Regions from separate parts of the Mus musculus genome. Here regions 1, 2 and 3 are each linked to region 4. Evidence: chromatin contacts called from public HiChIP or PLAC-seq data. All regions are on one chromosome and are shown on one strand. Each heading gives the region's core, a stretch centred on a gene start, on an enhancer-like site or on the middle of the called end of the contact. The rest is flanking DNA. Distances are from core to core; before and after follow the strand shown. Region 1 has its middle 31 kb from the start of Gm34523. Region 2 overlaps Gm40419 (a long non-coding RNA gene). Region 3 has its middle 150 kb from the start of Gm40418. Region 4 has its middle 35 kb from the start of Gm34581.

Evidence for each region. HiChIP or PLAC-seq counts read pairs in DNA pulled down with a chosen protein or histone mark.
Region 1: a contact with region 4 is called in an H3K4me3 HiChIP or PLAC-seq map of embryonic forebrain, with 5 times the contacts expected there. The contact joins two enhancer-like sites. A contact is called at or near these places in 4 of 484 Hi-C or Micro-C datasets (cerebral cortex, forebrain and neural progenitor cells), 4 of 115 datasets of contacts at active chromatin or transcription factors (astrocytes, embryonic forebrain, forebrain and 1 more) and 2 of 9 other capture datasets (embryonic tail and embryonic trunk).
Region 2: an H3K4me3 HiChIP or PLAC-seq map of embryonic forebrain shows a contact between it and region 4, with 6 times the contacts expected there. The contact joins two enhancer-like sites. A contact is called at or near these places in 1 of 15 datasets of contacts at CTCF or cohesin (the NIH/3T3 cell line), 3 of 484 Hi-C or Micro-C datasets (cerebral cortex and cortical neurons) and 1 of 115 datasets of contacts at active chromatin or transcription factors (embryonic forebrain).
Region 3: an H3K4me3 HiChIP or PLAC-seq map of embryonic forebrain shows a contact between it and region 4, with 5 times the contacts expected there. The contact joins two enhancer-like sites. A contact is called at or near these places in 1 of 15 datasets of contacts at CTCF or cohesin (the NIH/3T3 cell line), 3 of 484 Hi-C or Micro-C datasets (cortical neurons and cranial neural crest) and 3 of 115 datasets of contacts at active chromatin or transcription factors (embryonic basal ganglia, embryonic forebrain and forebrain).

What each region holds. Positions count from the first base shown.
Region 1 is chr12:50,187,687-50,194,352 of GRCm38.p6, reverse strand. No RefSeq gene overlaps it. Among named protein-coding and RNA genes, the nearest start is that of Gm34523, 31 kb to the left of the region's middle. Within about 2 kb of position 2,437, at least 12 of the 459 cell types and tissues checked have an H3K27ac peak or open chromatin away from gene starts, as enhancers often do. A contact at or near this core is called in embryonic forebrain and forebrain, where this site is marked.
Region 2 is chr12:50,077,662-50,084,479 of GRCm38.p6, reverse strand. The region is part of intron 2 of Gm40419 (a long non-coding RNA gene); the gene reads left to right. Among named protein-coding and RNA genes, the nearest start is that of Gm40418, 39 kb to the left of the region's middle. Within about 2 kb of position 3,144, at least 14 of the 459 cell types and tissues checked have an H3K27ac peak or open chromatin away from gene starts, as enhancers often do. A contact at or near this core is called in cortical neurons and embryonic forebrain, where this site is marked.
Region 3 is chr12:49,970,615-49,977,504 of GRCm38.p6, reverse strand. No RefSeq gene overlaps it. Among named protein-coding and RNA genes, the nearest start is that of Gm40418, 150 kb to the left of the region's middle. Within about 2 kb of position 1,719, at least 14 of the 459 cell types and tissues checked have an H3K27ac peak or open chromatin away from gene starts, as enhancers often do. A contact at or near this core is called in embryonic forebrain, where this site is marked.
Region 4 is chr12:50,942,048-50,948,631 of GRCm38.p6, reverse strand. No RefSeq gene overlaps it. Among named protein-coding and RNA genes, the nearest start is that of Gm34581, 35 kb to the left of the region's middle. Within about 2 kb of position 4,796, at least 42 of the 459 cell types and tissues checked have an H3K27ac peak or open chromatin away from gene starts, as enhancers often do. A contact at or near this core is called in cortical neurons, embryonic forebrain and forebrain, where this site is marked.

The sequences.
Region 1 (6,666 bases), core at 1,188-3,687, 750 kb after region 4:
TTTTGTTCTAATGGGCTCTCTCACGATTGCTTTTGCTTTCTATTTATTGTCATTATGAAAGATAAAAGATGACTTCTTTGAAGATATTTATATAGACACTGAAGAACAAGGATCCTTTCCACCAGAGGCAAATTATGTCTCTTCAATTTATGTCGTTGCAAACACCAGCCAATTAACTTGAAGTTGAGTTTTGACTCAAACTCTTGACCCTTCCAGACACAGATCTTTACTCTACATCTGGCATCACTGAACCAAATTAGGGTAAAAATAATCCCTGTTATTGATTTCTGTATATGTTGCTTAGTTCCCCCTTGCTTTAAAAAACAGTTAACATTTTTGATCTCCTGAGATCTTAGGCATTCCTGAAGCTCTCAACATGATATTTGTATGTTTTTTCTTTCTTCTCTTTTCTTTTCTTTTCTTTTCTTTTCTTTTCTTTTCTTTTCTTTTCTTTTCTTTTCTTTTCTTTTCTTTCTTTCTTTCTTTCTTTCTTTCTTTCTTTCTTTCTTTCTTTTCCTCATTTGGAGGCAAAAAGCTCTGGGACAGAGTATTTTGATAGAATAAAGTTTGCAATTCATTAAAGGCTTTCTGTCTCCCCTGTGCAGATGCTGATCATGACATCATCTGCCCTGAGGCCTGCTAGCTAAGAGAAAGAGGGGTGAAATCAGCAAAAAATAAAAGAGTCTTCCTTGCTTGAACTGAAAAAAATGTGCTTGTTTTTTGTTAAACACTACAAATTTGCAGAGAGGCTGTCAGGAGTAATAGCATTCGAAGCATGCACTCCCTCGGAGACACAAAGCCCTCGCTTATTATAGAAATACACTTCCAATCTGCACTTTGATCCTCAAGATTTATTTAAATAAAACAAGTTTCCATGCTGTACCATCTACCCTGAAAACAGTTTTAAAAGTTCTATTATTAAAAAGGACTAGATCTACTAACCAAACAAGCTTCATTTCATTCATTTTTATCACAAATGAATGAAAACAGAGTCTACTGAAAAAGAAAGAAGGTGACTCTCTTCTGAATTAAGGTGAGCCAAGAATGAAATTAGGTCCAAAAGAGCTAACTGAGAGTAGAGAATCTGTTCTTTTTTGTCCTGAGTGTTCCTGTTTACCAAGACTTCAGCAAGGAAGGTCTAGCATGAAGGTTACACATATGGTATATAATCAGATACAGTGAGTAATATTGAGAGGGAGAGTTGGAGAGAGGGAGAGAAGAGAGGGAGAGAGGAGGGAGAGAGGGAGGAGAGAGGGAGAGAGGGAGAGAGGGAGAGAGGGAGGAGAGAGGGAGAGAGGGAGGAGAGAGGACCAGTTCTGCTATCTGATGCATGCTTCCAAGTACGGTTTCTCAAAGTGCTTCAGTGTAGGACCAGTAAATACTCATTGAATTTTTTACCCCATAGAGGGTCTATTTTTGTACTGAAAGTCAAGTGAACTCACCAATTATTTGTGGTTCATTTTGAAGAAGAAAATAAAAGCAGAGCCAAGTCCAACAAGGCCATTCCCTGTGTAGCGGAGGCAGGGCTTTCATATAGTTTCTCATTGTGTGAGTATTTTTTTTTTTTTTCAGAGTACACAGATCTTAAATAGCGTAGCTAGAGAGTTGATATGGTTTGGATTTCAGATGATAAACAGTACCAAACGGTGTCATATTAAAATGTAAAAACTATGTATGCGTGCCACAGCCTCTGCCTGCTCTGAGTTCGTTTGTACGAATGTTTTTCTGACTTCTAAATCACACGTTTACTGAAATGAGCTCTGCTAGATATCAGTTTGCGCACAGGCACAATGTGTCTCAGGCAGATTCATAAAACAGATAGCTGAACTCTACTTTGACTTCTGACATCAACAATCTGACTTCAATATTTCTCCACAAAAAGAGACTCCCGACTCTCTGCTGTTGCACTGTGATGGATAGCTTTGCTGCTGACAGCGCTGAGCATAATGAACATATTCATCAGCATGAGGGGCTGTGCGTCCCACATCTTAAGTTTTTCAGCTAGTGGCTTTGAAATGCCACCCAGAAACACCTGCGCCTTTGCCTCATCGCTGCAGAACTGCAAAGCCACTGTGAAGAAATATTATTGTAAAGTTGTCTGTATATCAGCATTTCTGTTCTAAACAACCTTTTAATTGCCTAGCCTCTAATTTATCTTTGCCTGGAAACACTTGTAGACACATATTTTAATTTAAGCTGCTCTGTTTGACTCCTCTGATCATCTGGGCTTTTATTGTCACTGCCTCACAATAATCTAATGTCATATATAATGGCATCAAATTGGGGAAAGCCCTAGAAGCTGCCAATCCAAAATGATCTGAATGTTCTCTCATATTCGTTTAGATGGGCTTGATTTGTTTGTGCCAACATTATTCATTACATTCTGTGTCTAACTAGGCCAGTGTTCTCTTGCATACTCTATTCCTTTCAGCATACACTTGGGGTTTCTTAATCAGTTCGTCTCCTGTGCTATATAGTCCTCAGAATGGTTGCAAGCCATGCATTGTCACCAAATGATAGAATACAAGTGCCCTGACGGTGCTTACCACACTCCGTGCAAACATTTTACCATACTGTTCCTTAACTTTGGTCTTATAAAACAAACCTTGTTTTGTTTGCAGCTAGAAGACGAGAGTTGTGCCACATGCACAATTGAACATTTGCTGGAGAATTACATGTGGTACTATCACAGAGAGCTAACTTCTATTAATGAGAACTTACTGGGGAGGCTACTCCAAAGATGATCATATATGTCTTCCTGGGAGGAGAAGAGTTTTATTTTATAGCTAATTAAAAGTTTCTAAAGATGCTGTGGATTTTTTTGTGCAAATTAAAATTAATTAGAGTTATTAAGGAGCCATGAAAAGAAAGATTTGAGAAATAGTGAGAAATATTATTTAAACCCTAATGGAATTCAGTGAAACCCACAGGTCTATTACAGGCCTCTGATTTGCCAGGATCACTGCAGGGAATCTAACATTAATAAGCACACTGGTAATTAAATCATTTGTTACTTTGTCTGTAATGTTGTAATGTTTCACTGATACTCTGTCAGAGCTCTTTGTGCAGATCAGAGCTAATCAAAGGTAATCAATTTTCAGCATTTGAGAAATCTGTAAATGATTATACATTCATCAGATCATTTAGTGGAGTGCAAGGAAAGTGCAATGCAATTAATCTTCCTGCATGAGGAGGAATTACCACCACAGAATTCAACAGTTATAATTAATTTCATTGTCTTGCTGTGAATTTTGATTGCTTTTCTTTGGACTGTATAGTACAAATGATGATTCATTGCAAAGTATTTGCAAAGCAAACACACCAGTGTGCTATGCAAATTAAAGAAGCTGTATAACAGATAGGTTTCAAGCTTCCTATTTACTTATGGTGGTTGAGTACTAATTTGCCAAATAATAATTGCTTGTTAACTTTACACACTCTTCCCTTGAACATCAAGATTGGTAACCAACGTAAACAGAAAGCACGTGCTATTTTGTATTTTATGGTATGTATGCAAAATGCTACTTAGTGCTTAAACTTGTTCCTTTTACTAAATAAGCATAAAGATGCTTATTTACCTCTGAAATCATTTGCTATTTATTTTAGTTATACAAAATAGATATAAGAAACATATTATGCATGTAAATTTGCTTTCATGTATGCTTGTCTTTTATTATTGCCAATATAAACCTTTAGGAGATTTTCACTCCAAATATCTGATAATTTAAATTTATTTACTATCTAAAGTGTCAATTATTTAAATATTATTTTGGAACCTGATCCAGTGTTATCAGTTCTATCATTTAAAGATTTCCTGCACAATACCTTTCAGTGTGCCAATATTCTGTTCCCTTCAGACTACGCTTTTGGAAACAAAAAACTGATTAAGAAATGACCTAAAGTATAGTCTCACATTTTATGATTTACTCCTCAGCAATATGGTTTCCAAATATAAATAAAGGTCACAGTTAAATGAAAAAGAGGCATAAGTGTAACATTAAATGTTTGCCGAGATGACCCTAGTTTCTGCAATAATTAAAATGTAGTGCACACTTTCCTCTCCTGTAAACAGCTCTGTGAAATCCAAGTCAGACTAGGGCTCCTATTAAGGCTGTTTAAGTATTAAAACAAACTCCCATTCTCTCCACATGTTAGGATCCAAGAACACAAAGAAGACCTCATTTTAACATTTCTAACTATAGTATGTATTATGTATTTTGGTCTCAATTGAAAACTAACATTAAATGTTGTATTTGTCTTAAATACATTCTGTGCAGGATGTGGTGAGGCCTTTGTTGAATTCACATTGAAGAAAAAGTGGCTTTCCCATATGTCAGTGTTTTAACCCATAAATTAGCTTAAATTAGTTCACTCACCTGCTGGAACCAGAAAATGTTACTACCAGATTTAACTGTTCAAGAAAATTCAAACACACAACAACAACAAAACTCAAATAGGTTATCTAGGTGAACATATATTGAAATGCATAAAATTAAGTCGAGGCATCTCCATTTAAAAATCTATGGTAAGGTAAACAATACTACACAAGAGATAGAGATACCGTAAGGTGTAAAAGCGAATTCCTCTGTTATTTATTTATTTTTCTGTAAGAATCATTCTGTCTGGAAATCTAAACACACATTCAAATAATACATGATGACCAAATCATTATTTTGTTGTCAAAATCAACAGCATCACTCTGGGAAAGCATTTCACAGCTTCAGTTCTGTCAAAGGCTTTTAAATATTGTGTCTAAGGTAGAGAGGCAATGAGTGCCTCAGTCAAGATATGGATAAAGAAAAATAGTAAGCAAGAGAAAACCTGTAAAGTTATATGCAATCCTTTTTAAATTTAAATATACACAAAGGATCTATTTTTCATAGGAGATCTTTCTTTTGAATTCATTCACAATGCTTCACTTTTGTGTTTGCTAACATCTTTTTAAAATGTTTCACTTTTGCTAGGATCATAATAGTTTACTTGTGGATGGTTCAAGTAGCCTGATATGTTAAATATGGTTTGATTAATTTTCAGTTATTTAGACTGGTAAATTCAGAAAATTCACTTAAAAATAAGTTTTTTTTTCAGTTGACATAACTCATTAACTTGTAAAGGTGAAGTCAGCATATTTTACTACATTTGATCATATATATTTAAGATATTTGCCTTGTCCCCTGAAATGTCTACTCATTGAGTTAAAGGGGAAATAGAGAAACAAACATGAAACACCAAAGGTGCAAGAAACCCCAAAAGGATTATGTTTTTAATGCTTTGAATCCTGAGACAATGCCCAAGGCTCACTCATACAATGATGACAAAATAGGATTTGCAGGATTTTTACTTTATTGGAAATGTACTATGTACGAGCACATAGTAGGCACTCTTAGAAGAGAATCTGTTTCTATAACTCACAGAATGAAAAGAAAAAGGACATTTGTATGAAATCAATGTGGAAGTATGAGAAGAGAGGTCCATAAGTAGGAATGGTTACACATGACTATATTGTTTTTCTCACCTGTAATATTGACCTCTGTTACAGAAATCAAACAAACAAAAGTCTATTCCTATTGGTTACAAAAAATTGAACCCATTTTTGAGATAATATGTTAAGTATTGCTTCACTTTGATTCTGAAAGTTTCTTCTTGGTAAATAGTTCACTTTAATTATTCCAGTACTCTATATCTGCTGTTAGCCATTTAGGTCTCTTGCATTATTTTATTTAAATGTCTAGGGTATTCCTTAATTATTAGGTATATTTGTATTAGAACAAAAAGGTTTGAAATGGTAAAAAAAAGTACTCTGCAAGTTGTAGTAGAATGTTTCATCATTATTTTTAATTTGTAAAATTATTTTTTGGATTCTATATTAATTTGGGTTATCAATTATTCTCTACATGTAATTGAAGAGCACAAAGCATGAAGCAACTTTTAGCTTACTGGCTGTCAATTTGAAAAACTAATTCCTGCATTATTTTCAAGCTGTCAAAATGTAACTTAAGTAAATTTCCCTCTGATAAGATAACTTTCATGACAAAGTCTATCTGTAATCGTAAGCTAACTCTCTTAAATGCTTTGTAAAAATTTCTATCTCGAATTTAAGTGAAAATTTCTGCAAGTGAAAAATAAAGTACAGCTCAATAAATATCATTGTTGAGCAAACTAAGTTTTTGAGCACTCATTATTACTGATCATTTTCATTATTTATTTACCAAGCAATATTTTTTCTTTAACTTTTAAATTTAGAAAATGTAATTTTTTTGTTCGGCATCCAAAGTTATATGAAGAATACTCAACTATAGTAATTAATGAAATATAATTTAAGAAGGGGTGTATATATTTTGGTAGATTTTTACAAAAAGTACGAGTCTTACAAATTTTATTTGATGTGAGATGGAGAGTGGTATAAATAATGTGTCTGACTAAAAGTACTCATAAAAAAATAAAAAGCTTGACAGGTTCTTGCAGCATCATAATCTATGTGAAACATGCAAAACAACATGCATTCCTAACACCTTTCCTGTCTGGCTTCATCTGTATTCATTTGTTGTCAAAACAGGTTTCCATATTTAACTTCTTTTTTTGATTATGCCTTTTCCTTTATTTCCTGGAATGATACGTTATTATCTCTGAAGTGTAGATTTATGCCAAGTTCTATGCACTTCAGTG
Region 2 (6,818 bases), core at 1,895-4,394, 860 kb after region 4:
GAGTAGCTGTAATAAAGCTACTACACATAGTGTCTGGAAAACAGTCTCTTTAAAGAGAAAACTAATTGCCTGTCATTTAGATTATAGCTTTTAATTGTGGTGTGCTACAAAGTTAAGTGTTTATTTTGCTTCCCTTGTTAATTTAAATAATCCTGCATCGAGTTTAAATTATTGTAAGGACATTTTAATAAAATAGTAAAATGTTACTCATTTACTGTTTGCAAGGAATAATTACGCTGGCTTTTAATGTGCAAAGGGCTTTCCATCAAGATGATGCCATAGTTTTGAGTCATGCCTCTAACTGTTCCTCACACTGGAAACAGGGTGTTCCAGATGAACTAAGAGCCTTGAGTTAGCCACTAGAGAGCTCATACAGGATTGAAACCAGCTTGGCTCTACACTGGGGGGGGGGTGCACAGACACGTGTTCCCCAGAACATTAAGGAGCCATTTTATGTATATCTTATCTGCGTACCCTTTCACTTAGTCCTTTCATTTAGCTTATAAGATTGAGTGACCTTATAACTAACTCAGGGACTGTGCTCTGGTCAGGCAGAGCATCCCTACTTTGCCCAGACTCATCATATGAGAAGTTTCTCTTTTTAAAATTCTGCTGTTGCTGTGGTTTAAAACAGATCACTAGGTAGTTGACAGAAAAGAGTTTAGACTTTTCACCAGCTCTCTGAAACACAATGAGAGGGTTGCAAAGTTACCTCCCACATCGGTATTCAAAGAAAAAGCTACAAAGATCCATATTGGTCTGATTAATGCTATTTTTCTCTCAAAATGGCTTCATTTAGGAGACAGCTTGAGAATTTTTAGTAGTTGTTGTTGTTGTTGTTAATCCTGTTTCTCTATGCAGGACAAATGGGACTAAATTCGGAATGTTGTATTACAATGTTTTCATCTGCTCCCAAGGCATGTATGTTGAGCAAAGTAGCCAGAGAAGCCCTACCTAACACTTTATCAATGTTTTTTGTGGGGAAATGAACAACTCAGAATATGAGTTCACAATGCTGGGTGATGTGCGTAGAGCCCAAAGAGGGTTTTTATTGTGATGGGAGCCGGCAGGACAGCAGGACTTCTCAGACAGAAGTGTAGTATTCTGTGTTAGAGCCACAGTTTTTAGCATCAACATTTAGATTAATAGTGTACTGTGTAAAAACAAAACAAAAACAAACAACACCCCATACCTCTAACAGCTCGATCATCCTTTTAGGAAATTTTCTTATGAAGTAACTGACATTCTTCGGTGTTATTTCCCTCCCCCCTCCCATGTCATATAGTCAAGTCCCTACTGCAAATTGTGATGGCTAAGCAAATTTGTTAATTTGGGGGGGAGGGGCAGAGTTTATAGGAATCGATTGATTTTCACTGACACCGAATTTAGAAGCTTTCTAAACATGACTGTAGCATAGGGCTCTAGCAATCACACAGTGTTCTTAATGGTACAGGGAAAGGCAGTAATATGCTCTCTCTCCCAGGCCCCAAAGCCAGAGCAGAGGGAAAATGGGACGCCAAATAAATCTGCCAGTGATTACACTAAAGGAAATTATGATCTTGTTATAGAAACCATTAAAGGAAAACCAGAGTTGGTATGTAAATATTGTTGCATCATTATACCCCTGAAAAAAACAACCTAGTACAGCATTAGTATGTTATGCAATTAACAAAATGAAAAACGAGCTGCTTGAATTTAAAGCTTTTAATGTTTTTTAAACAGATAATAAGCATTTTCAACACCAATGTAAAACGTAGCAGAAAAGGTCTCCCCCGGAGAGTAACATATCTCATCGGTACTTACTCTGTGTTAGGAGCTAATATGCGTTCACATGGCTCTTCTGTTTGCAATTTCCTAACGCATCAAATAGCAATCATACACAAACTAATGTAGACTGAAGATAAAAGACTTTCTAGAAGATCATAAAATTTGATATTTCAAATGTTTGGAAAGATTATCAGCCTGTATATGATTCTCTGATTTTTTGGAAAAAGGGGCTCAGATGGTAACTTTGCTTAGGCAAAAAGCCCATTATTGGATGCGCTATAATGTATTTTCAAGCTAGAGGCACTTTAAGTATATTAATATAATTGTTCAGAACCATATAATTATGAAAAATGATTAATGTTAAATTTATCACTCAATATGCTTATTTGCTCCCAAAAAGACAGCAATTGATTCAAATTACTCTGGCTGAATCCAAAAATAGTTTATCAGAGTTACTGAAAAAAAAAAGCCAAAAGTATTTTTTAGAATATGTCATAATGTAGTCACATTTACTAGATATTGTGAAAATAGTGCAATGTATATAGATTTTTAACTATATTACTATGAATATCTCCCAAGAATTATTAAAATTCGAACACTAACGAATTGCCCAATCAAAATCAGTTTTACAAAAATCACCTTACGTTATTAACAATGAAGCTGTTTACTTGTAGACAGTGATGAATTTTCAGTATAAAATTCAAAACAGTAAGGAAAAATTCATATGGGGACAATACCAGCTCCATAAATTCTAAATAGATATAATTTAGTGTAGGCACTAGAAAGTTAATATGTTCTCCAAAGATTTCTTTAATTTAGTTGTTGCTAATTTATTCACACTAATACAGAAAAAATTCTGCAAAATTTTTCATAACAAAAAAACTGTGCATATCCCTGTGTTTTAGCTGGCATGTGGCTCTACACAGATGGTTTGGGGCTTTCTTTGCTGCAAAACAGATGGGCCTGCACTGTCCCTTACCAATCAAAAGAGAACTTGAAAATATAGGAATATCTTTACCTACATTGCATCCTTTAATTCAAGAAATTAAAATGTTTCAGAGTATAAATAACTGCCTATGAAAAAATAATTTTTGAAATGAGATGTCATATGTCGAAATTATAACCTAGTTCATGTTTAATGCAAAAATACTAAAGTTGGGCTGGTGCTTGATGCTGTTTTAACATACAACTATTAACTTAAGAAATTTACAACTGCGGAATTACTGTTGTCATGTGTTCACCTTGCCTGAAAAACACTGCTGTTTTAAAACTTTAACTGCAGTTAAACATATTTCAATTCAAAGTGATCATTCCAGGCAGCAGCATCCATGGAACCGAGTTAGCAAACACATATGAGCGGAGTGCGTTCGTAACTGACGCGCTTTTTTTACAACCAAGCGAGAAGGTAGCACCGCTCTCAGAGTCAGCAGGAACACTCTGTTTATTACTTCAGTTATTCACAACAGAAAACAAGTCACTTTGCACAGTGTATCAAAATCACAGCCTGCCTCAAAGCTTTCTGTTCAAACATAAATGTTGATACTCAGGGCTATTATCTGTGCTCTCTTTGTTCTGTCTATTTTACTAAGTAACAAGGACAATGCTCTCATTTCACCTTCCCATTAAAGAAAGATATGGTCTAGGAGATTAGAATACGTGGCTGGTCACACAGGACAAAGACCTTTTTCTTCTTTTTCTCTGATACCCAAAGAAAGCTGCCAGATTGTGATATTTTTATATTTTGTAAATATGCATCCTAACAAGTACATTTTCTATAGTGGTATAATGATGGGCTGTTTCTATAGGGTGATAGTTTTTCTATGGCATTGCTCACAAAAGACAGTTGAATGGTTTTTCCCAGGATAATTGGTTTTCAGAGTACTAGATACCCTGTATTTTACTTATGTTCAAATAATGCATTTTTATATTGGAAAAATTTTCCAGGAAAGCAAAAATGACGGGTATCTAATGTTAAACCATAAAAATATATAGCTCTCTATATGCACATCTACATGCATATTTATGCATACATCAATTTACATATATTAACAGCCATATATAAATTTGTATAGCTCTTACTATAATTTGTTATCTATAGGATATATCTGATTTTGGATTATATAAAGATACTTCTCTACATACAAGCAATGTATTTTTAATTGGTTTCTTTTTAATGATCTGATTTTGAAAATCAATTGAGAATTTCTTTTGTCTGTAATGAAAAATAACAGCTCTGCTTGTTTTTTTTTTTTTTAATTACATCAAAACCAGTCTCTCACAGATCTATGATGAAAGGGCTACCAGGCTAGGAAATGTGAATAAAACTGTAAAATAAATAAAGTTAAAAAAAAAAAGCTATTCCCAAACACTTTGAAATATTCTGACAGCATCTACACAAGCAAACAATTGATACGGTAATTTAAATCATTTTATTCACTTATACTTTGTTTAATTTAATATTTTGGGATTTTTATAAACTTTTTTCTTTAGAAATTCTTCTTTGCTGCCTTAACTCCCAATATAGTCAAGGCTAGCTGACCTCAGACTCCTGATTTTCATGTCTCTACTTTCTGGGTGACTGGATTTAAAAATTGTGTCAGTAGGCTTGGATCTTTATTAATTTTTTGTAAGTTAATCTCTAAATTTGTTTTTTAACCTGAACCCAAGTTGAATTATTACAGTTAAACTAATAACATAATCTAACCTAGTGTTTTAAATGTCCCATAATTTTTGTTTTATTATAATTCAGATTGTCTATTTTTCATATATTAGTAAAAGTTGTTGGAATAGTTTCAACTTTCACACTGAAATAGGAGATGTGAAGATCTTTGCCTTAATATTCAATGAATAAGCAGTAGTTACACTGCAGAATCAGGGAGCCACCTTCTCATGAAAAGTACTTGAGTAGTTGGGAGAATTCTCATAGTCCAGGAGAACCAACAAGCTCAAGGCAAAACTTCGTAAGGATCTCTGTGATGAAGCAACTTAATCATGGTGGAGGATCTTTTTAATCTGTTCTTGGATTCCAGAATTTTTATTTCAATGTTCATAGGAAATCTTGTTTGTAATTCTCTTCCTTTGTTGTGTCTTTATGAGGTTTGATTATCAGAGTCCCTATTGAACAACGTTACTTCCATTTCTGTTTTGTAGAATAGGAATATTTGACCTTAACTCTTCTTCAAAAGTTTGGTAGAATTCTGTGCTAAAACAATCTGGCCCTGAGCTGTTTTTCTTTTTTTCTGGTTCATTAATGGTTAAAATTCTGTTTAAGCCGGGCAGTGGTGGTACACCCCTTTAATCACAGCACTTGGGAGGCAGAGGCAGGTGGATCTCTGAGTTCGAGGCCAGGCTAAGCCTGTCTAAAAAAAAAATCTGTTTAAATTGCTTATCTGATCTTGATTTAACTTTGTTGTGGTAGGTATTAAGTATGTAGAAAAGATTTTCAATAGCTATCTATCTAAGTGGTAGGTATTGAAAAAATTATCCATCTTTAAGATTTTCCATTTCAATTGAGTACAGGTTTTTAAAGTATGTCTTTGTGACTCCCTGGATTCTCTGGATCTGTCGTTAGGGCCCCTTTCATCTGTAATTATATTAATTTGGGTAGTAGTTTGTAAATATTACTGAATTTCTCAAAGAACCTATGCAGTGGTGCTTTTGATTGGTTTTGTTAGGTCTTTTGTTTCTATTTATTGGTTTCAGTCCCGAGTTTGAAAATTTCTTGACTTCTACCCCATCTGTATGTGATATCTTTTATTTGTTCTAGAGCTTTCAAATGTTCTAATTTACTAGTAGGAAATCTCTCCATTTCTTTTGTTCTTGTAGTTGTGGACTTGTTTTGTTTTGTTTGGTTTTGTTTGGTTTGGTTTGGTTTTCTGAGACAGGGATTCCCTGTGTAGTCTTGAATGTCCTGGAACTCACTCTGTAGACCAGGCTGGCCTCAAACTCACAGAAATCCACCTGCCTCTTCCTTCCAAATGCTTGGAGTAAAGGCGTGTGCCACTATTTCTCCACTTTCTCCATTTTTTTTTAAAATGTAGGCTCTCTTAAACAAACAAACAAAAAAAAAACCAAACAAACAAACCTGAGTATGATGTTTAAATGTAGGCTTTTAATGCTATGAATTTGCTTCTTCGTACTACCTTTATTGTGCCCCATAAATTTGGCTATATTGTATATTCATTTTTATTCAATATTAGAAAGTATTTAATTACTTTCTTACTTTTTGTGTTAACCCCCCCCCCCCTTTTTTTCATCTTTAGTGAGTTGCTCAGTTTCCATGAGTTTGGAAACTTTCTGTTTCTGTTGTTGATACCCAGCTTTCATTCATGGTGGTCTGACAGAATGCATAGAGTTATTTCAATTTTCTTGTGATCTTGAGGCTTGCTTTGTGTCTGGGTATGTGTTTTATTCTGGACAAAGTTTCATGAAGTACTGGAAAGGTGTGTTAATTTGTGTTTGGGTGAAATATTCTATAAATCTCCTTATGGTCTAGATGGTTTGTAAAGTCAGTGAGCTCCCACACTTCCTGGTTAGGTTTCTGTATGGATGACCATTTGATTATCGCCTTGCTCAGCTCTCATTATAGAAAATTCCTCTGGCATCAATTGAGAACAGAGACTAATAGGAAGAGATCATGTAGAGGAGAGAGACCTTGGAACACAGAGCCCCAAATGAGATTTATCCATGAAATGCCTTCTGTCAGAGTTCAGGGAATCCTGCAGAAAAGAAGACAGAAAGAGTTACGAGCCAGAGAAATGGAAGATACCAAGAAAACAAGGTCCTCCAAATCAAATCATGACCAAAGCACATACAAACGAAATCATAGCTATGCAACAGTATGCACAGGGCCTGCATGGGTCTGCACTAAGTCCTTTGCATATGTTACAGCTTCCAGGCTAGTATTTTTTTGGAATTCCTGAATAGGTTAGCGAGTGGGTCTCTGTTTCTGGTCCCTTCTCTCTGACTCTTTTTCTACTGTGTGTTTGGTTTGTCCTATTCTGATTGAGAGAACAGAGTTAGCCAGAGTTAGGCTGACTCCTTGACAGGCT
Region 3 (6,890 bases), core at 470-2,969, 970 kb after region 4:
CCCTGGATTACATGATAACTGCTATGTCCCCTATGTCCCCTACATAATTTAAATTATGTCACTGTGAGGTCATTGATTGCAATAACTTTACCACCATTGTGGGGGTAGTTGTTTGTGGCAAGTTAAATGTATATGTCCATCTGAGAGGCATTCTCTCCTGTCTTTCAATTTTCCAATAATAAATTTAATGCATTATATGTCTAATGTTTTGATGTAATGGGTCAACTTAACTATTTCATTTTGTAGGATGTTAAAACTGTGAGCTGCAATAAATCAAAGTGCTATAAAATCACAAAAGTTAAAAAGGAACACAAATTATTCCTTATATATTTACCACTATGATTGCAATATCTAAAGAGACAGTAGGAAATTGTTATTTCCTTTACAGTGGAGTTTCTATAGTAAGCAACTCAGGAACTTCAGGTCATAAGGTCAGCAGAGGCTAAATGAAAATGTAAGGCAGATTTGTCACTGTTGCAAGAAATAGAGCAGAGCTTGAAGTGAAGTTTGACACAACTGTTGTGATTTGAGCTTCAAGTAGAGAAGAAATGCTCACATTCTAATATGCAGTTTACAGACAGTGGGAGGAAACAACGTACCATGAGTTACTTCACCTTTACTTTTCAGATTTTCGTCAATCAGGAGTTCTACTATTAAAGACATTGCCTGTTCCCTGCAACACAAATGACCCAGCTGGTCACACCTACCTGATAATTCCTTCTGGGAGCTTTCAGTGCTTTCTTTCTTTCCACCTGATTTTGATTGTTTTGATTATTGTTGTTTGATATGTTTGCTGCTGTTGTTTTAGGACAGTCCCATCCCCAAGATTGCACTTTGCCTTTTTTTCTAGGATAGATCTATCTAGCTGATGACACAGAGAAGAAAGTATTAAATGGGTGGGATTAGCTGAGCAGACACCATTCCGAAGTCTTCATACATATATGACCTCTCACAATCAATGCTGACTGAGGAAACCCCTACGATTATTGTGCGGTCTTTTCTGCAATGCTTCTTTATTGAGCAATTGTTGTGTGCTAGATGCTATTCTGGGATATAATGCTACACATGCTAAAAACGTGTCTGCCCTCATAAAGACTGATGACAATGAGCGATAATCACTAATCAATAGTAACTTGAACTGGTGTGGATGAGCAAGAGGTCCTGAATGAGGAAACACTCTGGGTACCTGGGAAAGTCCTGGGAAGCGACAAAGATGAAGTAGACAGTTGACAGATAGAAGAGGTACCATTTAGCGCTGGACAGAAAGTGTTTACTTAAATATAAAGCCATAGAGGGATGAATTCATTGTTAACAAATAACTGTGAATAATGGAGTAATTGTGTATAGAAGTGTTATGAGTTAACTTGCGTTTAATATGTATTTCAAATTCCAAATTATTAAATTGGCTCTATCATGGACATAAAAATCATGAGTGCCCATTGTATGTACCTTTGTAATACAGTTAAAATACTCATATAATAGAAATGTTTCATATTAAAGGAAAAGATGAAAGAGAATCTAAATAGCTGAAGTGTTTCACATTATTTTAACAAATAGATTTTTTTCTTTCATTCCTTAATTCCAAAATAAATTGAACCCTGAGATTCCTACTTTTCATTTATACAAATGCTTGGCACAGAGGGTGACCTTCTGAGGGAAAGGGTGCTGTGGCCTCAGAGGGCCCTCTTGACCAGTCTGAATGCTCATTATCAGGCCAATTATCCCTTGATAATTGGCTGCCTTTTAGGAGGAATGGACTGTAATGACTTCACTCAGCACCGGCATCTCCTCAGCATCCTGCTCACTAATTCTAAACTTCCTAACATTTCCTTGAGTAAGGAGAGAGTCTGATTCCAGCTGCTCCCATACTCTATTTGCCTAACAGTTAAGTTTCTATGAATATTGAAAGTCCACTCAGTTGGAATTCAGGGAATCCTCCTTGTGCTAAATCTTATAGTATAACTCCTACACAACATATAAGAATTCTCATTTTGTCTCATATAACAGTCACAAAAAAAAGAAGAAAAGAAAAGAAAAGAAAAGAAAAGAGAAGAAAAGAAAAGAAAAGAGAAGAGAAGAGAAGAGAAGAGAAGAGAAGAGAAGAGAAGAGAAGAGAAGAGAAGAGAAGAAAAGAAAAGAAAAGAAAAGAAAAGAAAAGAAAAGAAAAGAAAAGAAAAGAAAAGAAAAGAAAAGAAAAGAAGGTCTCCTTTGCTGGACTTTGTGAAATTTACTCACAGGATAACACCCTTCGAATTGAGTGACTTGACTTGTCATGGCTAGCCAGCATTACAACACATCTAGTAGCCAGCTGGCAGATGTCCAATTGAGTCTAAGGAATGGCCAAGAAGAGAAATAGTGATGGAATTTTTCAGAGGCTAGGGTATTTGCTTTTGTGTGTTTCTAGAAATAATTAGGCTGAATTAGGTCCATGCTCATGGGGAATGGTGCTTTAAGTTTCCAATTTGAGATTCAAATGTCCTCATTTTTCTATGTCTAGAGTTCCAGCCAACTTGTTAGTAGGATAAGGATGTTTGTATTCTTTAAGTCTTCTCTTTTAAAAGCTGTACAAATTTGTCCATTTAATAAATAGTTCACACACTGGACAGAAACCAAGTGGACAAACTGTACTCACTAACCCTTTAATGCTTGGCTCCTTTGTAGGCTGACCCAGCCCATTATTAGATAATGAAAGAGTGTATGAGAAAGTGGGAGATTATTTATGATGGAAACAAAATGAAACTAATGGGACAAGATTTGAAAGCTGTGATGCATGAAAGGTGCTATGCAGGCAGTTCTGGCACCATGACAAATAGAGATAAAGGCTCAGTGGGAAGCAACAGTGTGAACACGGCTATGAAGAAGAAAGAATGGATTTCCTCAATGAATCCTTGCCATCTGGTGTTTGTTTAATACACAATGAAGGTCAAATGGCTACTGATCCTTTTCTCTATAGTCCAGTGACTACAAGAATGAGAAGAATCAATGAGTTTATCGATAGGTCTGGAAATGACTCGCCATATGATCTGACTACATCAATAAAGTGCAAGTAACTTGCTGTTACTCTTCAATGAGGTTCAGATCTTTCAGTATACAGGGCCAGGGTTTGGATTTTTTCTTCTTTTTTTTGCTGTTGTTTGTTTTTGGTTTGGTTTTGTCATTGCCAATTTGCTGAACAAGATATGATAGATGATACTTTTTGTAAAAAGGGGAAAAATAGCATGAAACATGTGACTTTATATGTATGAATGGTTCCAAAGAAAGGGCAGGAGAAAAACTACATCTTTTTCTTATTTTCAAAGAAATTTGCTAATCATTTGTTTCTGTTGAAATGTAATAGATTAAAGTAATATTTTCCAAAATGCCTTTTAAATGTATGTGATTGATCACACACTCATTTTATATAATTATTCCTGAGGGACATTTTACACTTAGGTAAAATATGTTTGCTAAGCATTGTATGTAAATAGCATATGCTATAGAAACTAGTATGTAGTAAATATATATCTTTTTATGTGGCTTTCTCTTTTCTAAGGGTTGGTCCAATAATGTTCTTCCACATTGTGTTCCTGACTCTTCCCCTATACCGATAAAGTTGCAGGGTTTTCTGTTGAGTTATTTTTCAAAGACTAAAATAAAGATACTTTTCTCACATTAATATTTCTCAGCTGCCATGAAAACAGGGATAGGAGAAGCCAAAAATAGAGAAGCCAGCTGTGGGAGGCTGCTTTTTTTTTTTTTTTTCCAGGACAACTCAGAAACTCTTTCAAATTCATTTCAGAAGGAGTGTGTTAATGCAAATACTGTTCCACGTGCCTCTGCTTCATGATGAAGCTTCACGATGGGGCCGTGACACCATGAACATCAGCTCAGCCATGTTTCAGGAAACACCATCGAAATACAGGTTGTAGACTTCAGATGTCTACCACAAGCACATTCAATATCCTGTATTTCTCATTTTGAAATAACTCTTTACTGATGCTACCTAATTAAAGAGGAATGGGTTGATTGTGGGTGAGGGATTTCTTTTCTAGTATACTCACTCTATTTTATTCTAGGTGCCAGTCATTTTGTTGGTCTTTAGATATTTTCCTCCTTGTGTGTCAAAGTACTACAAATTTCCCTGTCCACATTTTTTAACACTACTCATCATTGTACCAGTCTTATATACTAGCATTCTCTTTTTCCGTTCATCTTTTCTGTATGTAATTCAGATGAAATTTTAAAAATCAAAATTCAAAATTGGCCATCTAATATGGATATTAAAATAAGGGGTTAGTAGAATCAAAGCATAAAGAAATTATGGGTACTCGGGAGAAATTTGAATTAAAGGGCCTAAAATGACCCTTAAAATGTCAAGATACTAATATTCTGATGAATTATCTGCTCAGTGTTTTTGTATGTCAAAGTATAATCACAATGAAGGCATATGTGGCTCATTCTTTGATGTAAAGTGATGTTAGCTCTTTGGCTAATGTGTTTTTACATAGAGTCATATATACCCACTAATCCTTTGGGGCTTCCATCCATGTTAGTTGACAAGTCACACAGTCTAAGGATGTTCTTCATAACTTTGAGTTGATTTAGAAGATAACTGGAATCAATTGGGGCTTGCATATCATGAATATAAAAATGTATCCAGATTGATTACTTAGGAATTACTCAATAAGAGACATACAAGAGAAAAGACACAGTGTGGTTATTGTTTTATAGTTTCTGATTTCAACAAGAAGCTTTACTCCTTATGATTCGTTTATTCATAATTTGGTATAGACTAAGATGTACCTTTAACTTCAAATTAAAAAAAAAAGTAAATTTGGAATTAAATCAGCTTAAATAGGCATTACCATATATAATTATTTTTAATTTATGAATTTTAACTGTGTGACAATTATTCTTCTATTCTTTATTTTTGAAGCAATAATATGAGTATATAATATCTTATGATACAGATGTTGATGCTATTCAAATAAGTAGTCTTAAGTTTAGTGAAATCTTTCTTATATCTCTACTATCTTTATCAATTTTGACAATATAATTCATTTGATGAAAATGTGATTCTTCATCTCTTTTTAAGACTGCTTTTTCTTTTTAAGATTATCATTAAAAAATTAACTCCGGGCAGTGGTGATGCACGCCTTTAATCCCAGCACTTGGGAGGCAGAGGCAGGTGGATTTCTGAGTTCGAGGCCAGCCTGGTCTACAGAGTGAGTTCCAGGACAGCCAGGGCTATACAGAGAAATCCTGTCTCTAAAAAAACAAACCAAAAATAAATAAATAAATAAATAAATACATACATACATACATACATACATACATACATAACTTCAGGGGCTAGAAAGATGGGTCATTGGCTAAGACCACTTGCTGGTCTTCTAACAGAACACAGTTTGATTCCTATCTCATAATCTCTAATTTCAGGTCCAGGGGATCCAATTTTCTCTTCCTACCTCAACAAGTATCAGATGAGCATGTGGCGCAGAGCAAAGCAATACAGTCATAAATAAGTAAAGTTCAATTAAAAAATTAAAACATTCACTCTCTATTTGATAATAGGCTATTTTGCACAAAGTTTTCCCAAATCATTGTATTGCAGAAATACCCTGTGAACTCTGAATGGGCATAACCCCATATCCGTATTCATTTATAATATCGCCTTCTCGGAGGCAGCTTTTCATTTACCTCCACTTCTGTATGCTTAGCCCAAGATGAGTCTAATTCCCAGTGTCAAATATACCGAGATAATCAAAATTTTCCATTGTAACAAGTATAAGAAGATCCTTGATATTTGGGACTCCTAACATATAATCCTGCACCCATATATGTGTAGAGATTATGGATCAATATTTTGTACTGATAAATAACAAAAGTCACTAATTCTATTTTAGAGTACAAGGCATTTGAGTTAGTTTAACTCTATGCCTCCTTGGTGAAATGCTTAGGATGATGTTTTCTCAAAACAGTTTTATAAGGTATATCAGAATTGCAATTGGTAGAGAGTGTTTTCTTATTATTGTCACTATCCTTATTATGTCTGGATTAAAACCCAATATTGAAAAGAGTCATATTTTAGCTTCTTATAGGAATTTATCTGGAGAACTTCACCGTGTAAGTTCTTATAGATAACTCTTACAAGAACGGGAAGGTCTGTTGACATAGGTGATGAGTCATTGTAGTCAAGTGTATGCTTGTTTTCTGCCTATTTTATGTCGAAGTGATACAAACTAGAGTCATCTTTCAGGAGGGAATGTTGATTGAGAAAATGCCCCCATAAGATCAGGCTGTCAACAAGATTTTAGAACATTTTCTTAATTAGTGATTATGGGGGAGAGCCCAGCTGTTATGGATGGTGACACCCCTGAGTTAGTTGTCCTAGGCTCTGGGAGAAAGATGAGCAAGGCATTAGAGGCAAGGTAGTAAGCAGAACTCCTCCAGAGACTTTGCATCAGTTTCTGCCTCCAGATTCTTGCCCTGTTTTGATGGCCTGCCTTGACTTTCTTCAATGATGAACAGTGATGATGAAGTTTAAGTCAAAGTGTAAGTTTCATCCCTAGCACTTATATAAGAAGCTTATTGTTGCACAAACACTTGTAATCTCCTGTCTTGGATACACAGGCAGGTGGGTCCTTGTTCATGCCTGCAATCTCACATACCTATAAACTACAGGATCATGAGAGACCCTGACTCAAAATATGGGGTAGAAATTGATATAGGAAGACAGTGGCATCAGCCTCATGCCTTCACACATACATGCATACTCGTAACTTATAAGTAAATACAAAAAATGACAGCACAGTATTTGAATTCTTTGGGCCATTAGTGGAATTCTAGCAAATTATATACACGTAAGGTAAAATAAAACTTTTATTTATTAAAACAAAGATGTTCATAGT
Region 4 (6,584 bases), core at 3,547-6,046:
GCTCGCTTAATATAATATATTAAATAAACTTATTTCATATGCAGAGTGACTTTAGACATCTAGATTAACTGAAATTTAGGTGTGACAAGTTGCTAGCATTGGTTCATCAGCATCCTGAGTGTTATAAGACCTGAGAGCATCATTTTGGCATCTGACTTTTTAAGTTTGAATCCCAGCTTTTCAGATCCTCATTCTGTAGCCCTGACCAAGTTTCTTAGCCTGTGTAAAATTACTCTTGCTATTGATGATATACAGATAATAATGATGATTATAATATCCATATAGTTAGATGAGGTTACCGTTAAAGCAAATGTAGACTAGTGCCCAAAACATGGGAGCTGTGCTCATAGATTTTTATCTCTGGTCCCAATTTATTTTTTTTTAAGATGTATTTTTTTTTGATTGTGTATATATGTGCATGCACATGTATGCATGTTAGTGTAGTGCCAAAGGAGGCCAGAAGAGGGTGCTAGATCCTTTGGAGCGGGAGTTACAGGCAGTTCGCTGCTGGGAACCCAACTAGGGTCTTCTGCAAGAGCAACAAGTGCTCTCAAGGACTGAGCTGACTCTCTCTAGCCCCAGCTCCCCATGAGAATTGTCCACAGTTCGGCTTGCTGTATGTTACTTTCTTGACTGACTGCTTTCCTAGGGGGGCAGGGGGGCTGTGAGTGACTCTTTGGGTTAAAAAGTCATACTAAATATGTACCATATTTTTTCATTGTTTCTGTTGAACTTATATAGTATATTTACAATATGGACAATCTTGATTGTAACCTCTGTAATGAACAACCTTTTGCATATAATTTATGAAGCCAATCCTATTTTTAACATCTATGCATATTTTAGACATTTTATTTTGAAGATCAATTCTATGTTTTTTTCTGGATCAGAATTCTGTTAAATAGATAAAACTCATAGACATGCTCTGTGGTAAAGAAACCAAGGGAGGGTCAGCCGAACATGAGCTATCTAGGAGTTACTCACGGTCTGATGTCAGGAAGGCACCAGCACCCTTTTGAGAGCCCATAAATCATTCCTCTGATCCTTATCTCTCTGCTTGAGATTGATTTCTTCCTTCCTTCCTTCCTTCCTTCCTTCCTTCCTTCCTTCCTTCCTTCCTTCCTTCCTTCTTTCCTTCTTTCTTTCTTTCTTTCTTTCTTTCTTTCTTTCTTTCTTTCTTTCTTTCTTTCTTTCTTTCTTTCTGTGGTGATGAAAGTGAATTAGCAATTAGACCGAGTATGGCCACTTGGACCTCAGAAAACAAATCAATTGTTTGTGTTTCTCTCACTCTGAGATTTCCTGAGGGTTGTTATATACCAGCTTGGCAGACCAAGCAACCATGGGACATCTCATTTCTGACTCAGCCAGCCAGCTGGGTGTTGAGAATATTTCCATGGCTTCCAAGCCGTCAATGCTTGAAAACATTTACTACAGAAAGGATCTCTGGCTCAGGGAAGACATTTGTCTAATTCAGCAATGGCACTTTGCACTGCATTTCCAGATTAAGCCTCTCCTTGAAAATGATCTATTACAGGAGCAGTTTATAAAATTAAACACTTGTCATTATGCAATGCAAAATCCATGAAGCAACCAAATGTCAGGAATCTACATATTTAAGAGATGGGAGCTTTAGCATTTCTTCCTTGGCATGAATTCTGAGCAGTAAAAGGCCAGAGAAAAACATAGCAAATCACAAAGCTGTTTTGGAATGGACCAAATCGTTCCATTTTTTGAGTACATGTAGTTCTAAGACCTAATTTTCGTACTGAAAATTTGTTATCTGCTCAATAATCTTTCACCAGATCTCTATGGACAGTACAATACCAAATTCTAAGGTAATACTGGTGAAGTATGGCTCTGGCTCTTACAGGTAATATCCTAGTTAGGGTGATGTGGAAAGACAGGTAGTATGTTAGCAATGAACAGTGATTCTTTTGATATACAAAATTCCCTCCATAGCCACCTGCATTTCCCCCATTTCTGTGTGTCTGTGATCTATCTTTTCAGAGTGCAATTACTGATTTTAAATTTGAGGGCCAAACATTAATTAACACTGAACATGGACAGGACCCAGACTCCCACTTGAGATACATGGTGTAGAATACTACACCCTGAAAAAAATGAGAAAGTTGGATAATAGGAACTTTCCTTAGATGAGATACATAACAGAGTCCTGAGCAAATAAGGTCACATATCGGAGATCTCTTAGCCATGTTCTTTATCATTGCTTCCAAATTTGGAGGCCAGGAATACTCACAGTGAAATTTGGTCCATGTTAGATACAGCAGGATCAGGCAACTCAAGTTATTATTTAGTAGGCTAAATATCCATCTATTTTATTTAGTGTGGGCAGAAGATCTTGTCAGAGGCATCAGTTACTTATGTATCTAATGACGTCTTCATTGAGATCACCATCTACTGCCTATGATTCATCAACAGCGTAAGACATGTGAATGTACCAGGTGCTGCCCCCATAGAACTCTCCTGAGAGCTTTTGTGTCACCCTCAGCAGCTCACCTCAAAGTGGCATCTGTGTCGTGACATTTAGACTCTGCCACTTTGCCATAGTACCTGGCTTTTTATGTGGGTGTAGGAATCTGAACTCAGGCCCTCATGCTTTCATAGAAAGCACCTGATCAGCTGAGTCTTGTCTGTAGTCTCTGATGTCTGTAGTCTTGATGTCTGTAGTCTTGTCTGTAGTCTCTGATCAGCTGAGTCTTGTCTGTAGTTTCTCTATGTGCATTTTAAGAGGTTAGTAAGGCTTAGTTTTTAGAAAGTATGAATGAGAATTCAGAGGGCAAGAAATGCTCTGTGCAAAATATTCCTTTACAAGAAATGCCAGAAAGATGGAGTGGACTAAAACATGGGACATGTCAGAGAACAAGTAGGAGAGCTCAGATGGAGTTGGAGTAGGGTCTAGTATAGAATCTATAAGCACACACACGTAGAAATGATATAAACAAGATAGAGAGAATCAATAGATGTGCTTGTGGGTTTTTATAGGTGAGTTGCATAAGAGCAAAGTGTCTGAAAGACTAGCCATGTTTCTTTTTTTTTTTTTATATATGAATGGGTATAAGAGTTGAATTAGAAGCCAAAGGAACTTTACAATCCTGGTATAAAGCAATCAGGACTTAAACATATTTTCTACTGGCTGAATATGTAGAAAAAGATTGGAGGAGGGTTATATACATATAAACCTAATGAGTCCATGTAGCTCAGCATCATTGAAATCTCAGTGTCCTGGTGCTTCTGATAGCCATGGACAGATCTGGCATGGGCGAAGTTCAGAGGTGAGAATCACGAACACAGGGTTTGTTACCCTAACATATATGGCTACAACCAACAACCATTTTGCTGAATGTGTCATGGGGTTGGAAAATGGTTAGAAAAACACTGGAGACATGGATGATTTGGCTTTGTTGTTGAAGAAGGGGTAACCTGTGAACCACTCATGCCATTGCTGTCAAAATCACCACCATCACAAAGCCTGGATAGTCCAAAGGATGGGTAGGTAAAAGTATTTATAAAGTTAAACATATAAAAATCAAATGCAGATGAAGTTCATGTTAAAAAAGCAAAACACGAAGGATGGAAAACAATGGAGCATTTGACAAATAGAAACAAACAAGTGGTAAGAAATTCAGTTAAGAGCCATGGCGAAGTGATGATTTCCAGGAGGGTAAAGAGGATTTACCAGAGTGAAGTTCCTTACAGGCTAAGTGGTGAATGACTGGAGACACGGACTGCCAGAACGGTTGGATCTTAGAGAACTTCTAGTGTCAGAGCCTTCAGAAGTCAGGCAAAGAAGCACTACCCAGCCCTGGCACACAGTTCCTGGGCTCTAGTAGAAAGACTGGCTCTAATCTGCACATTTAGACAATAGCATATGGGCTTGGTGAATTTACTGCATTGGGATAAAACAGGGAAAAAGAAATTTACTGGAAGGAGGGGTGTCGAAAGGTTTAAGTGAAGTACTAATATTCTTACAATAGGAGTCATACATATAGGTAAAGAAAGAGAATCAATACGGTGAAAGGGTCAGTGGGTCCAGGGTTTTAGAAGGTCTGAAGAGAAAAGGGATAGTGTAGGCTAAGAGACAGGAGGTGGTGATCCACAGACACACTGAAAGGCTATTTTCTTTTCCTTTATCCACCCACTAACCAGTGCCTAATATAGCACTTTTAAAAATACTGTTTGTGTAAGTGCAACATGCTAATTTATTAATTGAGGAGAAGAATGGTGTTTCGGGGACTCGGGCAGCAATAAGGGGAGGAACACAGAGGCAGACCTAGGGTCTAACCGGTGATACAAACCCTGGGCGCTGAAAGGAATTCAGAAGCTTCACTTTTGGACGCTGCAAAGAAGATGGCTGCTGTTTTAGTCAATTTTAAAGATAATGATTTTTTTTTAAAGCTGTCTGACTCCTTTATACCTTCTATCCAAATTGAAGTAATAGGCCAGACATTCAGATCAAACTGTCCCTCCAGGAGAAAGAGACTTGCCAAGGAAACCTTGGCCAGATGGGAGCTGTAGAAAGAGGCTCAGAACTGAGAGCGGGTTTGCTTGCCCAGTCAGTTTGGATTTAAACCAGGTGCCCCCAGGCTAGAAGGCCGGAGTTTTGCCAGCGAAGAGCAGGGATGTAAGCGGCTATTGTGTGAAAACAAGCTAGGTTGCGTGGTTGCGGGGAATATGGTCCAAGGATCATACGTGCATCTGTTTGCTAATGCTCTTGAGTAGCTATTCCATACGATGTGCGCCTTTGTTTCCTGGTTTCCCGAGGCGTGAACACGGCCACATCTTCACCAAAGCACTAGGTGGCAGCACAGGACATCTATTCAACTGTCTCTCGCCACAGGCTGCTGGAATTTTGACAGATACAAAACGGTACCTGTGGTTTTGTGTATAAAACTGGTATAACTGTTTGTACATTTAAAAACCGTAACAATAAATTAAACATAAGGGAAAGGGTTTGCTAATAAATACAGTGTTAGACTGCATTTTTGTATACCAGGTGACAAGCTTGGGCATTCAAACCTGATTTGCGTAGGGGATGGGCAGGATGGGAAACAGGTTGAAGGAACTGCAAAATGTACATGCTGGGTGGCTGCAGCTCCCTTCAGGGCTGTTGTTGATCTGTCCATATGTCTGTGTGCACTACACAGAGGTGAAAACTTAGGGAAGTGAGGGGAATGGGATGTCTGGACGTCTGGATGCAGTGATTCTAGGAAGAACACACTCTGTGATTCCAAGCTCATGTTTTGTGGAAGGTGAAAGTGTGAGCATATTATGTTTGTTTTACTTAAAGAGATGCACGTCGTACTCTTTCACATTCTTACCTGGTATTTAGAATATTTGGAAAGTAGGCTCCTTAAGCTTACGTACATCCTAGTAGATAGGGCTAGACTCAATGCATGCTGCCGTATTTGTCTGTAGGTTGGCTATACATTATTTTGATCAGAACAAGCTGCTGCTTGAGACACTAAGCTTGATCCAGCAAGGGTGGACCATTTGATATGCTACCAAGACAGAAAGCTCAAACATTTCAAAAAGCCATGTACCATCTGTAACTGAGCAACTCAAAGTCAAAAGCCTATTATAATGGTAATGGTCAAGGCAAAATATTTTTATTCATTCTCCTATTCAATAAATGTTTGTCTTTTATTATTTGCCAATCACATAATACTGAAAAATGAAAAAGATAAAAATGGAAAACAAAATGAATACTCAAATACCACGCAACATCTCCTCTACTACAAAGACAATAATGAGAGTTCCAAGCCGTCACTCTGGTGTCATAGAGTCCACAGACATTTCTACTACTTAGTTCTCACGCTAATTCTATGCTTTGGCTTTTTTTCTACAGGCTAAGAACTGAAGTTGACAAATAATTGGTAATGTGCTTACGGTTGTTATGAGCATGCCAAGGGGATGTGAGCTTTAAATTCTTCCCATGATGCTATGCAACTGCACATTTCTGAACAAGGGGGTGACTCTGAGTGTAACTGTGCTCGCTGTCAACCTGGATGACGGGAACTCAATCCCTGGAACTCATATGGTCAAAGACCTGAACCTGGTTTCTGACTACCACACATGTATGGCCGTACAGACCCCCCTCCATAAATAAACTAATGCAGTAAAGAAAATGCTCTATATTGTATTCTGTTCTTGACTTGTATCTGACGACATGTAAGTCTCAAAAATCTAGGTTAAAAACATTTGAATTCAAGCTCTGTGTGATTATTTAGTAAATAAAGTTTAGAAATCTAGCACTCCACTAACTTTGGAATAAGAAAGTGCTAAGAAAGGAAAAAAAAATCTTCCTTGGTTTGTTTTTGCTTAATTGCTTGTTTACAAATAAAACAACTGGTCTTTTTAAACAGCATTCTTTTTTTTTTTTTTTTCTAAATGTGGATTACAATTTTTTTTCTGGTGAAGGAAAGTATCTTGTTTATTGACTTTACATAAATAACTCTCAGGTCTTTTGTTTGCTTTCCTGCTTTCTCATAAGCCTCACCATCTTGCAGACATCTTTCTTATTTGTTGAATGAAGACAGCATTCTTCCTGATCTATTGGCTTCATT